Linked DNA regions of Mus musculus: region 1 is linked to region 2. A link is a contact called in public Hi-C data. All regions are on one chromosome and are shown on one strand. The core of a region is the stretch at or near the end of the contact, and the rest is flanking DNA. Distances in the headings are between cores, read along the strand shown.

Region 1 (5,993 bases), core at 2,759-5,258, 150 kb after region 2:
CAAGTGGAGCCAACACTCTCCTTGTGCATCACCTCCATCGGCTAACCCCAAGAATGACATATTTCTTGGCATTAAGAAGATACTTCTGTGGGAGGCTGAGGCAGGAGGATCATTTGAGCCCAGGGCTACACAGTGAGATCCTATCTCAATGAATAAATAAATAGATAAAATCAGAGAAAAAGAGGAGGAGGAGGAAGAGGAGGAGAAGGAGGAGGAAGAAGAGGAGGAGAAGGAGGAGGAGGAGGGGAAAGGGAAGGGGGAGGGGGACAGGGAGGGGGAGAGGGAGGGGGAGGGGAAGAGAAGGAGAAAAGATACTTCTTACATGTATGCCTGATAGGCCATGGTGTGGCTCTGTGAGAAAAGTACTTGAAGCTCAAATACAAATACTTGCATTTGATCTTCAGCACAGTCATTAAAAAGCCAGGCTTGGGCTGGGAAGACAAACAGCTCAGTGGCTAAGAGTACTCACTGCTCTGTCAGAGGTCCAGCTCCCAGCTTCCATATCAGGTGGGACACAAACTCCTGTAACTCAATCTCCAAAGGATCCAACACCCTCATCTAGCCGTACTCCTTCTCTCTCTCTCTCTCTCTCTCTCTCTCTCTCACACACACACACACACACACACACTCTCTCTCTCTCTCTCTCTCTCAAATAAAATAAATAAAAAAAGAAAAGAAAAGCCAGGCTCGGTTGTGATTGTTTGTAACCCCAACCCTGGGGAGGGAGGATCCCGGGAACACTCACTGGCCAGCCAGCCTAGCTGAATCTTGGAACTTGAGGTGAGGGCCAATGAGAGACCGCAGTTCAAAAACTAAGATGGAGAGCAATTGAGGAAGATGCTTGACAAACTGTGACCTCCATACTATTGTATGTGCACGTGTGCCCTCACATATCTGACACACACACACACACACACACACACACACACACACACACGCGCGCGCACACACAGCCTGAAATTTTTACCTGGATATAAGCAGGGATTACATGTCTATCAGTTGCTCAGATGACTGGAGATTCATTTCCTCAGTCTCTGATCTAAAAAGAGAACTGTGTAGGGGGTCAGGGAGCAGGGGAGGGTCCAAGGAAGAGAGTCTCAGACCATCTGGATCACCTGTGCTGATGCCTCAGGCTCCCCTTTGCTTCAAAGTCACTGGAGGCAGAATGTCACTAAAGCTGTTGATGCTGGGGAACTGAGTTCATTGTCCGCTCTGCCCTTTCAAGTCTGTCGTAGACAATGACCTCCACATGCCCTTCTGTTTATTAAAGGCATAACTGGAAGCCAGTCACCCACCTCTCACGTATCTTAGAAAACGTCATGCAGGCTGAGGGGCTGCTCCTCAGGAGGGCATTGTCTCTGTGCCACCCAGAGCCCTGATATCAGGCATCAGGATGCAGGGTGGGGTCCCTTCCCTTCAGTTTCTCACCAAGGTCTGGTCTGCCAAGCAAAGACAGGGACAGAATTGCAGGTTGGCAGTTAGCACAAAGAGTCAGTTCACAAACTCATTTGGTCACACTCCTAGCACGGACTCCAGGCTGGACTCATGTCATAGAGTTGTTTGTTTGCTTCTCAACCCTGAGGCTCTAGACACACTTCTCAAAAATAACAGACAACTCTTAGGGCCTGGCACTTTTAGACACTCTGAAGAATGGTAACAGTAGCAACACGTTGAGGGAAACCCTTTTTCACCAGGACTCTTTCCTGCACACATTTAACCTCTCCCACCATCTGTCTTGTGGACTATTGCGGTTTTGTTAGTTGCTTAATTTCTGTTTTTAAAGCTGTTTAAAAACGTTTCTCTCTTCTCACAGAACCCTGACTTGTAAATGTCTTCCTATTTGCCTTGTGTTCCTCTCCAGTTGCAGACCCTAATGCTGTTTCCCTTTGCCTAACAGGAAACAGAGATTGGCATGCACTTCCGTTTGCCAGCCAGGGTGCACCTGGCCAACAGGCGGGTCTGTGCAGTACTGCATATTATCATTAATATTATTTAACTGTTGCCAGGAGAGTCAGAGAGAAAGGAAGGCATCCCTCGCGGCACACACACCACGGTGCCACACGGATGCTTGGTATCAACCCCATCTCTTTACTCTGTTCACCTGGAACAGGAATTATTCTCTCTCTCTCTCCTTCTCCCTCTCCCTCTCCCTCTCCCTCTCCCTCTCTCTCTCTCTCTCTCTCTCTCTCTCTCTCTCTCTCTCTCTCTCTCTCCTCTCCCTCCTCTCCCTCCTCTCTCCTTCTCTCCTTCTCTCCTCTCTCTCCCCTCTTCTTCCCTTCTCCCCCTCTCTCTCTCCTCCCCCCCCCCATCTATCTTCATCCTGGAGACAGAATGTCCATGCAGTCCTACCTACCCTTAGTTACACCCCACCGCCCACATACATCATCGCTCCTTGCTGCCCTCTGTGCTGCAGATGATGTGCTATGCATATCTCAGGTTTGAACGCTGGCTCTCGTTGTCATGGGTCCTTATCCCGTGTTCTGGGAGATGGATGCATGTGTCCCCCCTTCACTGTTACCAACACTGAACATTACTGTGTGCAGAAGGTCTGGTAGACACTCATGAGTTAAAAAACAATGTCAACTTCTTTCTGTTATCAAAATTTGTTATAGTTTTTTATATCTCCTTGGTGACTAGTCTGTAATAACATGATAACAGAGCATACCAGTCTCCACAATTAGATGCTCAATAAACTCCTGAAATTTTAATTTTCCTCTCGTTGTGGTGGCACACAGGAAGCTGTTGAGTGAGAAACACTATTAGTCTGAGGCTAGCCTGAGCTATACAGTAGAACCCCTTTTTAAACAAAGACACCATTTCAGTTGCCCCCTCCCCCAACTCATTTGAACACAGGAATTAGTCATGGCTTCGAAGAACATTAGTTTTGAGCTTTCTTTCTAAAAAATTGTTGCATACGGATGTTTTGCCCCATGTATGTGTGTGCACCATGTGTGTGCTTGGTACCTGCAGAGGTCAGAAGAGGCTATCAGATTCCATGGAACTGGAATTACAGATGGTTGTGGGGTACCATGTGGGCGCTGGGAACTGAACCTAGGCTGTCTGAAAGAGCAGTCAGTGGACTTCACTGCTGAGCATCTCCATAGCCACCGGTGGGCTCTTTCTTTTATATGTACTAAAATAAATAAATAAATAAATAAATAAATAAATAAATAAATAAATTAAGTTGTGTGTGTGTGTGTGTGTGTGTGTGTGTGTATGCAGGCACAAGTGCCTGCAAGGACCAGAAGAGGGCATCAGGCCTCCTGGGGCTGGGTTAACAGGGGCGTGAGCAGCCTGAAGTGGGCCCTGGGAACTGAACTTAAGTCTTCTGCTAGAATGGAATATGCTCCACCCTTTCAAGCCATCTCTCCAGCCTAAAGAAGTCGCTATCATTTTCCTGTCCACGTGACGAGGCAGGGACCTATCAACGGGCAGAAGACCTGTCAGCCAGCTGTGCCTGCTCCCGCATGTCTCACCCCAGTGAAGCTTTTTTCCCAGGGTCAAAAAGCTCACAGAGTCTGAAGGCTCCTTCACCTGCCACAGGGTCAGTGTACGGTCTGCTATATATGTTTGGAATCCGTCCCTCATCGCTGAACAGAAAGTGTGTTTTATCATCAGACGCCTCCTCCTGACCCAGTTTCACAACCTTCCTCTTTCAGACTTTGCCTAAGTGAATTCTTTCAACAAATATACAAGTTAAAAAAGAAGTTAAAAAACCACCGTGTGCATGGTGGGGTCAGCTCTATTTTACATATACATGGTGCAGGTTACCCCAGGTGGACCTTACAGGGGCTCCTTCTGCCCAAGGAGTGGGCCTAGCACTGGCCAGCCACTGTCAGCTGCAGAGGGACAGGGCAGGGCAGGGCAGGGTAAGAGAGGCACTGAGCTGCTGAGCACACGGGAGGGAGAAGGAACCCCAGACCCTGCCGACTGCCTGAACACTCTGCACAAACACAAGTTCCGCTCCTTTGTGCTGCCCTGGAGTGTTTGCCAGCTCCCAGGTCACGTTGCAGGGGACCATGTGGTCTTGCAATGAAAGGCCCTATTGTGACCACTGGTCAACAAGGCAGGGCAAAGTCTGCCCTTGCAGCAAAACCAGGAACCTCCCCACTTTTACGTGCTGAGAAGAGTGTGTTTCGTATTGTGTAGATGGGGGTGGGGGCAGTTCCTTTAGAAAAACAAAAAAACAGAACAAAAGCCAGACCGAGGAGAGAGATACTTATCTGGTCATCGGCTCCTGCCCCAGTGGTTTTAAATAACTCAAGCAGTGGGCTTACTGTTCCCATTGCCTATTCCTCGTATCCCGCATCTTTCTGTTACTGCTGACATTGTCCTTTTCACGAACTTCCTCTCACGCTAGCCCTGAGCTCCTGTCGGGAATTCTCACTCATCAAGAGATGGCAGACTGTTAAAAAATATGTAGATATATTCAATAAATATTCTGTTCACATGCACAGAGACATGGAAGAGCTTTTAATACAGAGCTTCAACTGGTTTGGAACAGTTGTTATAGACAAATGCTGTGTAGTAGGCAGAGTGTTCATCGAAAATATGAGTTATTGTTGAGTGTGGTGGTGTATGCTTATAATGTGAAATCTCGGGAGGGAAACTGAGGCAGGAGCATCGGGGAATGCAGGGTGAGATCCTGTCTCAAAAAATAAAAAAGAAGCTGGGCGTGGTGGCGCACGCCTTTAATCCCAGCACTGGGGAGGCAGAGGCAGGCGGATTTCTGAGTTCGAGGCCAGCCTGGTCTACAAAGTGAGTTCCAGGACAGCCAGGCGATACAGAGAAACACTGTCTCAAAAAAAAAAAAAAAAGAACAAAACCCCACAAAGAAACAAGAAATAGCAACAAGAGCTTGGGCTTCTGTGGGTAAATTAGTCTGAGTGCTGACTGGGTGCGGCAGCACACCCAGCTGGCTCCCAGTTTCCTTGTCTATGAGATAACACACAGGCTCACAGGGGTCCTTGATGCTCAGCTCCAGCCACAGCTTTGCTGTCTGACTCATGCTGGTGCGTCAGTTCCATGATATCCAATTATTCTGGAATGGGCCGGGGTAGTTGCTATCCACAGGGACTGGAAGCATCCACCTTTTCAATGGAGCAACATCAGTAGAGGCTGACATCACCGAGAGTGTAGACCACAGTAAGTATTGGAATGCAGAAGAGAGGGAGACCGGGAGAGCAACAGATGCCATTTTCACCATAACATGCAGGATTCAAATTCTCCAAAGTGTTTCTTATCTCTCCAAACAATTCCCATCTGAAGTCAACAGACCAGGGCAAATTACTTTCTTCTGCCTCAGTTTCTCCATGGCGAATGGATGATAAGGATTTATGTATCTCTGAAATCCAGCTAAACGCTAGTATACACAACTCTAGACACTTCAAGAAGTAACCACTAGGACTTGGTTCTGAAATAAAACACTGGACAAAATGTTCTGGTTTTCCTTCGAGACAGGCTGGTCCTGAGCTTGTGAGTTCAAATAATCTCGCTATCTTGGCTACAGACTGCCAGATACTAGAGGCACATGCCACGCAAATAAAATGTTTAAATCAATGATGCGCAGCCCCAGGACCACAGACAGCAGAGGTAGTGAGATCATGACTCTTATGAGTACCCCTGCTTAATCCATAGAGACTTTCTGGCTGGGGGAGGCTTCTGTGACAGGCTCAGAGTCACTGGGTTAATGGAGGTCAGACGGTCAGAAGGACTTGAGCTTGTAACTTCCCTGGCCAGTTCCCGAGAGGGATTCAAGTAGAGCCAGATAATCCAGTAGATTATCTGGGATGCAGGGTCAGAGGGTTCAGAATTCGCAAGGCAGTCTCTGAGCAAAGAAATACAGCTGTGGTTTTACAGTATGTCCTTGGAGTATTTTTTTAATACTTATTTATGTATCGTGTATAGTGTTCTGCCTGCGTGGCAGAAAAGGGCAGCAGATTTCATTATAGATGTTTAATAGCCACCATGTGGTTGCTGGAAATTAAACTCAG
Region 2 (5,639 bases), core at 165-2,664:
TAACAGTCATCCTGCCGATTTTATCACTGTGCCTTGTGCCTTACAGTTCATATTATAGATGTACGCACGGGAGTCCTACACAATGAAATCGAAAGGCCTGATGATTGAAGCTCATGACATACAGAGAGGAACAAGAATTGGAAGTTTTAGTAGGTATTGGAGATAAATGAAGGAGAGGGAAGGAAATAAAGAGGAAATAACAAGTCGATTCTTTGTTTAGATGGTCTCCCCAGCAATAATGTTGTCTATGGATAGCTTAGCTGCCTTTTTGACACAGACACCTTATCAAATTTCCCTTTTAAATTTAATCTTGTTATAAAATGCTGCCTTTTATTTTAGGTAGTGGAAGAGAGCTGAAACGCGCGTGTCGAATGGATCTCAATTTCTTTTCGGTTTAAAAGCCATCAATATGCAGTGGGTCACATTTTTAGTAAGGCACTTTCTAAGTTCTTACAGTACTACTTTGAGGTGATGGGTTCTGAGCCTCAGACACCATAACGAATCAACGTCATGAGCAAGATAAATACCTTAAACCCCTAGGTGAGCCTCGCCATTACTGTAAAACACGCTTTACTACCCAGCAAAAACGATTGTTTTTAAAACGCTGCATTTTTGCAATCTTCCAAGCGCTTTAATTGTTCTCAGACAGATGGCTAAAGCTAGGCTACCGCACCCGCATATGTTAGGATAAAACCGACTAGAGCGCCAAGAAAAAGATGATTGGCTGTGGGCCGTAGAAGTTACACGGTTCCCCTAGCAAGAGCTGGGAAACCGCTGAATCTTCAGGTTTTGAAATACGGTTTTTGCATCGTAAAGAAAGAAGATTAACCTATCAGGAAGAACCGAGCACATCCAATTACCAATCAAGAGCGGGAAAACAGCCAAAGCCGGAGATAACCAGGCACCAAAGCGGACGTCACTCTTCAGTCTCTGCCAATAAGCCGAGGCAAGGGGCGGGGCAACCAGAGGATCAATTGCCCAAGAAAACAAACAATGTGTAGTACAACTGTCTAAACCCCAGTCCTAAGCTCCGGATGCGCCGGAATGAGCTCTAGAGCAAGGCTCTCGTGAGGTGCTTCCCGCTTTTCTAGCCTAATGACAGTCAGGGCCGGGTATCTACTTCCTAGCTCAGCAAAGGTGTCCTTCCCGCCAGCTCCCACGGGCTCGCAAAAATCCCGCTGCAACTTTGCGCTACAGTTTACAGGAACAGCAGTCGCGCGCTGAGGGGGTGGGGCGGCGGCAGAGCGCAGGCGTACATGCCTTGTGGAGGCGTGGCCCAAAAGGCCCCAGGAACTCTGGGAACTGTATTCCCCGCTCCCGAGGAGGTAGCACAACTCACGAGCCCTCTTGAACTACATTTCCCAGAATGGCTCGCGACCTTGGGGCGGGACGCTTGGTTCCTTAATGAGTTCGAGAAAGCCGCGGCGCGGCCCACCAGGTTCCAAAACAAGGAAATGAAGGGAGGAGGCGGGACTGTAGATGCCTGCGGGAGCCGCCGCCGCCGCCGCGGAGGAGGAGGAGGCGGAGGAGGTGGCTGCCGCGGCCGCCGAGGAGTCCCTTGCTGAAGGCGGACCGCGGAGCGGCGGGCGGCGCGCGCGCGCCCGAGCGACGGCTGTTGGAGAAGTGGAGCGGCGGCGGTGGAGGAGGGACTGAGTGGCGGCGGCCCCCGCGTCCCGGTTTCTCTATGGGGGAAGCAGACAATGGATTATGATTTCAAGGCGAAGCTGGCGGCGGAGCGGGAGCGGGTGGAGGATCTGTTTGAGTACGAAGGGTGCAAAGTGGGACGCGGCACCTACGGGCATGTCTACAAGGCGAGGCGGAAAGATGGGTAAGAGCGCGAGCGGGGAGTGGGCTCGTCCCGTCCCCTCCGCTGCGGAGCCCCGGAGGGCTGGGTGGGTCGGAGCTCCCGGGACGAGGCGGCGTGGGTCGCAGAGCGACGTCCCGGGGCTAACTCGGAGGCACTGGTGCTGCCGCCCCCCGCTGGCCGGTCGCGCCCCTCGAAGTCGTACGGCGCAGCCCCGTCGGGGGCGTCGGTCCCGCCTGGAGTCGCGGCTGCGTGATTAACAGCGGGCGGCGGGTGGAGACCGCGCCTGGAGGTGGAGTTTAGGGGTCTGGTCCCCGGGGACCCTCCGGAGGGCTTGGCTGAAGAGTTACCGGTTTGGCCCTGTGCTGGTGACGGTAGTGGTGGAACTTCCAATCGGCGCAGCGCCTTCCCGGGGCGGCGGTTTGAAAGCTCGCGGGGGCGCCTCCTGTCTGGTGGCGCAGCGCTTGGGGTCCTGGCTGGCCCCTTGGGTCTGACTTCCTTGCCAACCCAGACTTCATCTCTGATGTTTACCTGGGGACTTCCCGATCCTGCTCCCGATTCCCACATTTTAATATTCTGAATTCAGCACTCTGAAGGTGGACCCTGGAGAGAGATAAATTGTATATTACAAGATTTAAGTGTTCTCTGGTTGCTTATCTTTCCTGCCTCTTGGCTATCTTAGGTATAAGATATATCTTGGCTATCTAATTCCCCCCAACCCCCTTTAAGATAGGGTATCTGTGCGCCCTGCTTGGCCTGGAACGGAGAGATTCGCCTGCCTCTGCTAATCAGGTACTATCATTAAAGGCGTATGCCACCAAACCTGGTCCATTTCTCTTTTCTTCAGGAAGAAATCTTGATTTCTTCAAGTTCTTAGCCTCTGTCAAATGGCTGTGAGCTTTGGTAGTGTTTATTGAGAACCTAGACCACCAAGAACAGAAAACGGAGTGACAGGCTTGAGCCTGGATTGCCGTTTCCTTAGTTGAGGGGATCTGTAGGAATCTCTTGGGAAGTCTTTATGGATTGTTATATCAGTAAAAGACAAGTTGATAAAGCATCGAGAATGTCCCCTTCGGGCCGGTGGTCAGACTGGCTTGTAAGAGCTGGCCCGGTGGAACCAAACTTCAGGCCTGGGAATGGTGAGTTTAAAGCCAGTTGTCACCTTGGCTCCTTTCTGGAAGGAATTCCTTTCCCTTAGGTTCTGTAACTTAGACTCAAACGATTGTCAGACTATACAAAAGGGAGACTTAAGGATTGTGATGGGGCATTTTTGATAAGCCGGATTATCACCATACCTCAGATTTAAAGTGCTCCTTGGGGCCCCTCCTTCCCAGTGCTGTGATTTGATAATGTTGGTGAGGCGCTCCCGCATCAAAGTAAGCAGTGCTCGAGCTACTTTTCTAAGAAGAAAGCCAGAGCACAGTCGTACCAAGTGTCTCATACTCAGTACCTGGAAAGTTACAGGTACTGTCCAGAACTCAAGGATGATGGTTAATCGCTATTGCAGGTAGACCTGTCTAGGCCAAGCTACTCAGTTGTCTGAGCTGTTTCTTTTAATTACCACATGTCCTCGAGTGCACACCAGGGGCTGGAGGGTACTGTAATTGACTTGCACTCTGTTTTTGGCATAGCCACTCTCCTGATTAAATTGATATTCCAGTGGGACTCTTCACAGGGCTGTTTGGGGAAAGCAAATCCAGTGCTGTCATTTGGACACTGTGGTTCCATTGTTGGGCTGGATTTTCCCGTATCCCCAGGGACTGTGCTAACGTTGTGATACATGTCATCTAGAATACACAAAGTTTTCATTAAAAATATCTTAAAATATTTTCATTTGCCCTGAGTCTTTGAGAACTTTAACAATTCTGTTTCTGAGTCACATAGACTAGATGGGATTACAACAGAAACAGTTTCCGCTTCTTAGTTTTCACTATATAATAAGGATATTGATTAAAATACACTTATTCTATGAGTGAAATTGGTAAAGTAGAGTACATAAAATAAGGTCAGTTTTTGTATTTTCAAAGTAGAATTAAAACAAAACAAAACAAAACAAAAAACCAAAACACTTAGAGCTAGAGGCAGGCATAGATGGATCTCTGAGTTGGAGGCTAGCCTGGTCTACAGATGGAGTTCCAGGCCAGCCATGGCTACACAGAGAAGCCCTGTTTCAAAAACACCAACAAAACAAAATAAACCAACCAACAAAAAACCACTTAGAATATGAAAATATATTTTCAGACCATTATATCACATGTTCAGACCACTATATCGCATGTAAGACAATCCATGATAGGTTTTATTTATTGATTTTCTTGGGTTAAGAGTCTGGTTCAGATTCCTGGGTTTACACTAAACATTCAAGTCTCTTGTGATTTGGTAGTGGGATTAGTTTTATGTTCATTACTAATCAGCAATTTGAAAGAACAGAAGGTTTTAGTGGTAGTTCTCAAATGTGATACGGATTTGGATAGTTAAGGATTTTATCCTCTGGTCATTCTAAATTACAGTTCCCCTCTTTACATTTTATTTTGGTAAGCTCAGGAAAATGAGTGGTGCGATGCTATTTTAGGGAGCAAGAAAGATGAGGGCCTGCTAGAGAAAAATAATTCTAGTGTATATAACACTATTGCATATACATGCATACATATGTGTACACACACATAAATGTACTCTATCATATAAATAAAAATTGTCAGAACTTTAGAATAACATTACAGGTTGTTAGTTACTTCAAAATGAGATTTTCAAATGAGATTTAAAATAGGCAATACAATGCAGTGTGTATTTATAGCAGGCTAGAAATATAAGACATGTCTTGAGTTTTTCACCTTTATATATTTAATTGTTGCATAAAGATTTTCATACACAGTGGTACTAGTGATGTTTTGATCCCTTGTACATTGTATACTGTTTCCACCAGAGTAAAAATGTCTCCTCAGACACTTAGAATGTCATTGTGTTGAAACATTGGAAATGTTGTTTCTAGCTTACTTGACATGTTGTATCAGTTTCTTTGCTGTTCAACATGGCACGGTGGCTTATTTCTCCCAAAGTGTTTTCCTTTAATAAAAATGTTTTTCATTAATTTTTCATTTGGAAGGAAAATGAAAATATTGACCCCTGTAAAAAGCAGTCAGGCTTGCACCCTCAAGATGGCACACCTGCTGCCTAGAATGTGCTGGCACGCATGAGGCCTGAGCCGCAGCCTGGGGGATTGTCATGGTTGAAGATACCCATTTCCACAGAGCTGTCCTCTGACTTCCACACCTGTGACATGTGGGTGTTCTCTCCTCTAGGTATTCAAAGGAAATAAATGCCAAAAAAAAAAAAATTCAGGCTGAAAATTAATTACCTACAATTTACTTATTAGACATATTACATGTGAGCTGTGGCATGCACTTGGAGGTCAGGAGACAACCTTGTGGCATGGATCTTGTCTACCTTCATATAGGTTCTGAGGGTTGAATTGAAGCTGCCGTGCTGGCGTTATCTATCAGACAGGTGCCTTCACCTGCTGGACCATTTTGTTGGCCCAAATTTACTTACTGGTTCTGAGGTCCAATATAGAGCCTTGGGAATACCCAGCATGCACGCTGCCACTGAGCTATGCTTCCAGCTCTAGGATATCTTAGAATTTTTTAGTATGAGTAAGAATTCATAAGATTTTTTTTCCTTAGTAGTAAAAAGTTTCACACTGTGCTGGGGATGTAGCTCAGTTGGTAGAATGCTTGCATAGCACACAGAGGCTCTAGGTTCTATACTGTATAAGCCGGACTTGACACAATACCAATACTTGGGAAATGGAGCCAGGAGGATCAGATGCTCAAGGCTG

What was found. Hi-C and Micro-C count contacts between places; a contact is called where the count stands out from the background.
Region 1: a contact with region 2 is called in a Hi-C map of bone marrow-derived macrophages, with 31 read pairs. The contact joins the enhancer-like site here to the promoter of Cdk19 in region 2. A contact is called at or near these places in 4 of 39 promoter capture datasets (3T3-L1-derived adipocytes, hippocampal neurons, liver and 1 more), 1 of 15 datasets of contacts at CTCF or cohesin (the NIH/3T3 cell line), 2 of 484 Hi-C or Micro-C datasets (bone marrow-derived macrophages and liver), 16 of 115 datasets of contacts at active chromatin or transcription factors (the 230-238 cell line, the HPC-7 cell line, bone marrow-derived macrophages and 13 more) and 3 of 9 other capture datasets (adipose tissue, liver and macrophages).

Annotation. Positions count from the first base shown.
Region 1 is chr10:40,495,998-40,501,990 of GRCm38.p6, forward strand. No RefSeq gene overlaps it. Among named protein-coding and RNA genes, the nearest start is that of Gm32234, 45 kb to the left of the region's middle. Within about 2 kb of position 4,009, at least 167 of the 459 cell types and tissues checked have an H3K27ac peak or open chromatin away from gene starts, as enhancers often do. A contact at or near this core is called in the HPC-7 cell line, adipose tissue, bone marrow-derived macrophages and 3 more, where this site is marked.
Region 2 is chr10:40,347,894-40,353,532 of GRCm38.p6, forward strand. It overlaps Cdk19 (cyclin-dependent kinase 19), which reads left to right and starts at 1,415. Exons shown (of 13, transcript NM_001168304.1): 1 at 1,415-1,828. The coding sequence starts at 1,701.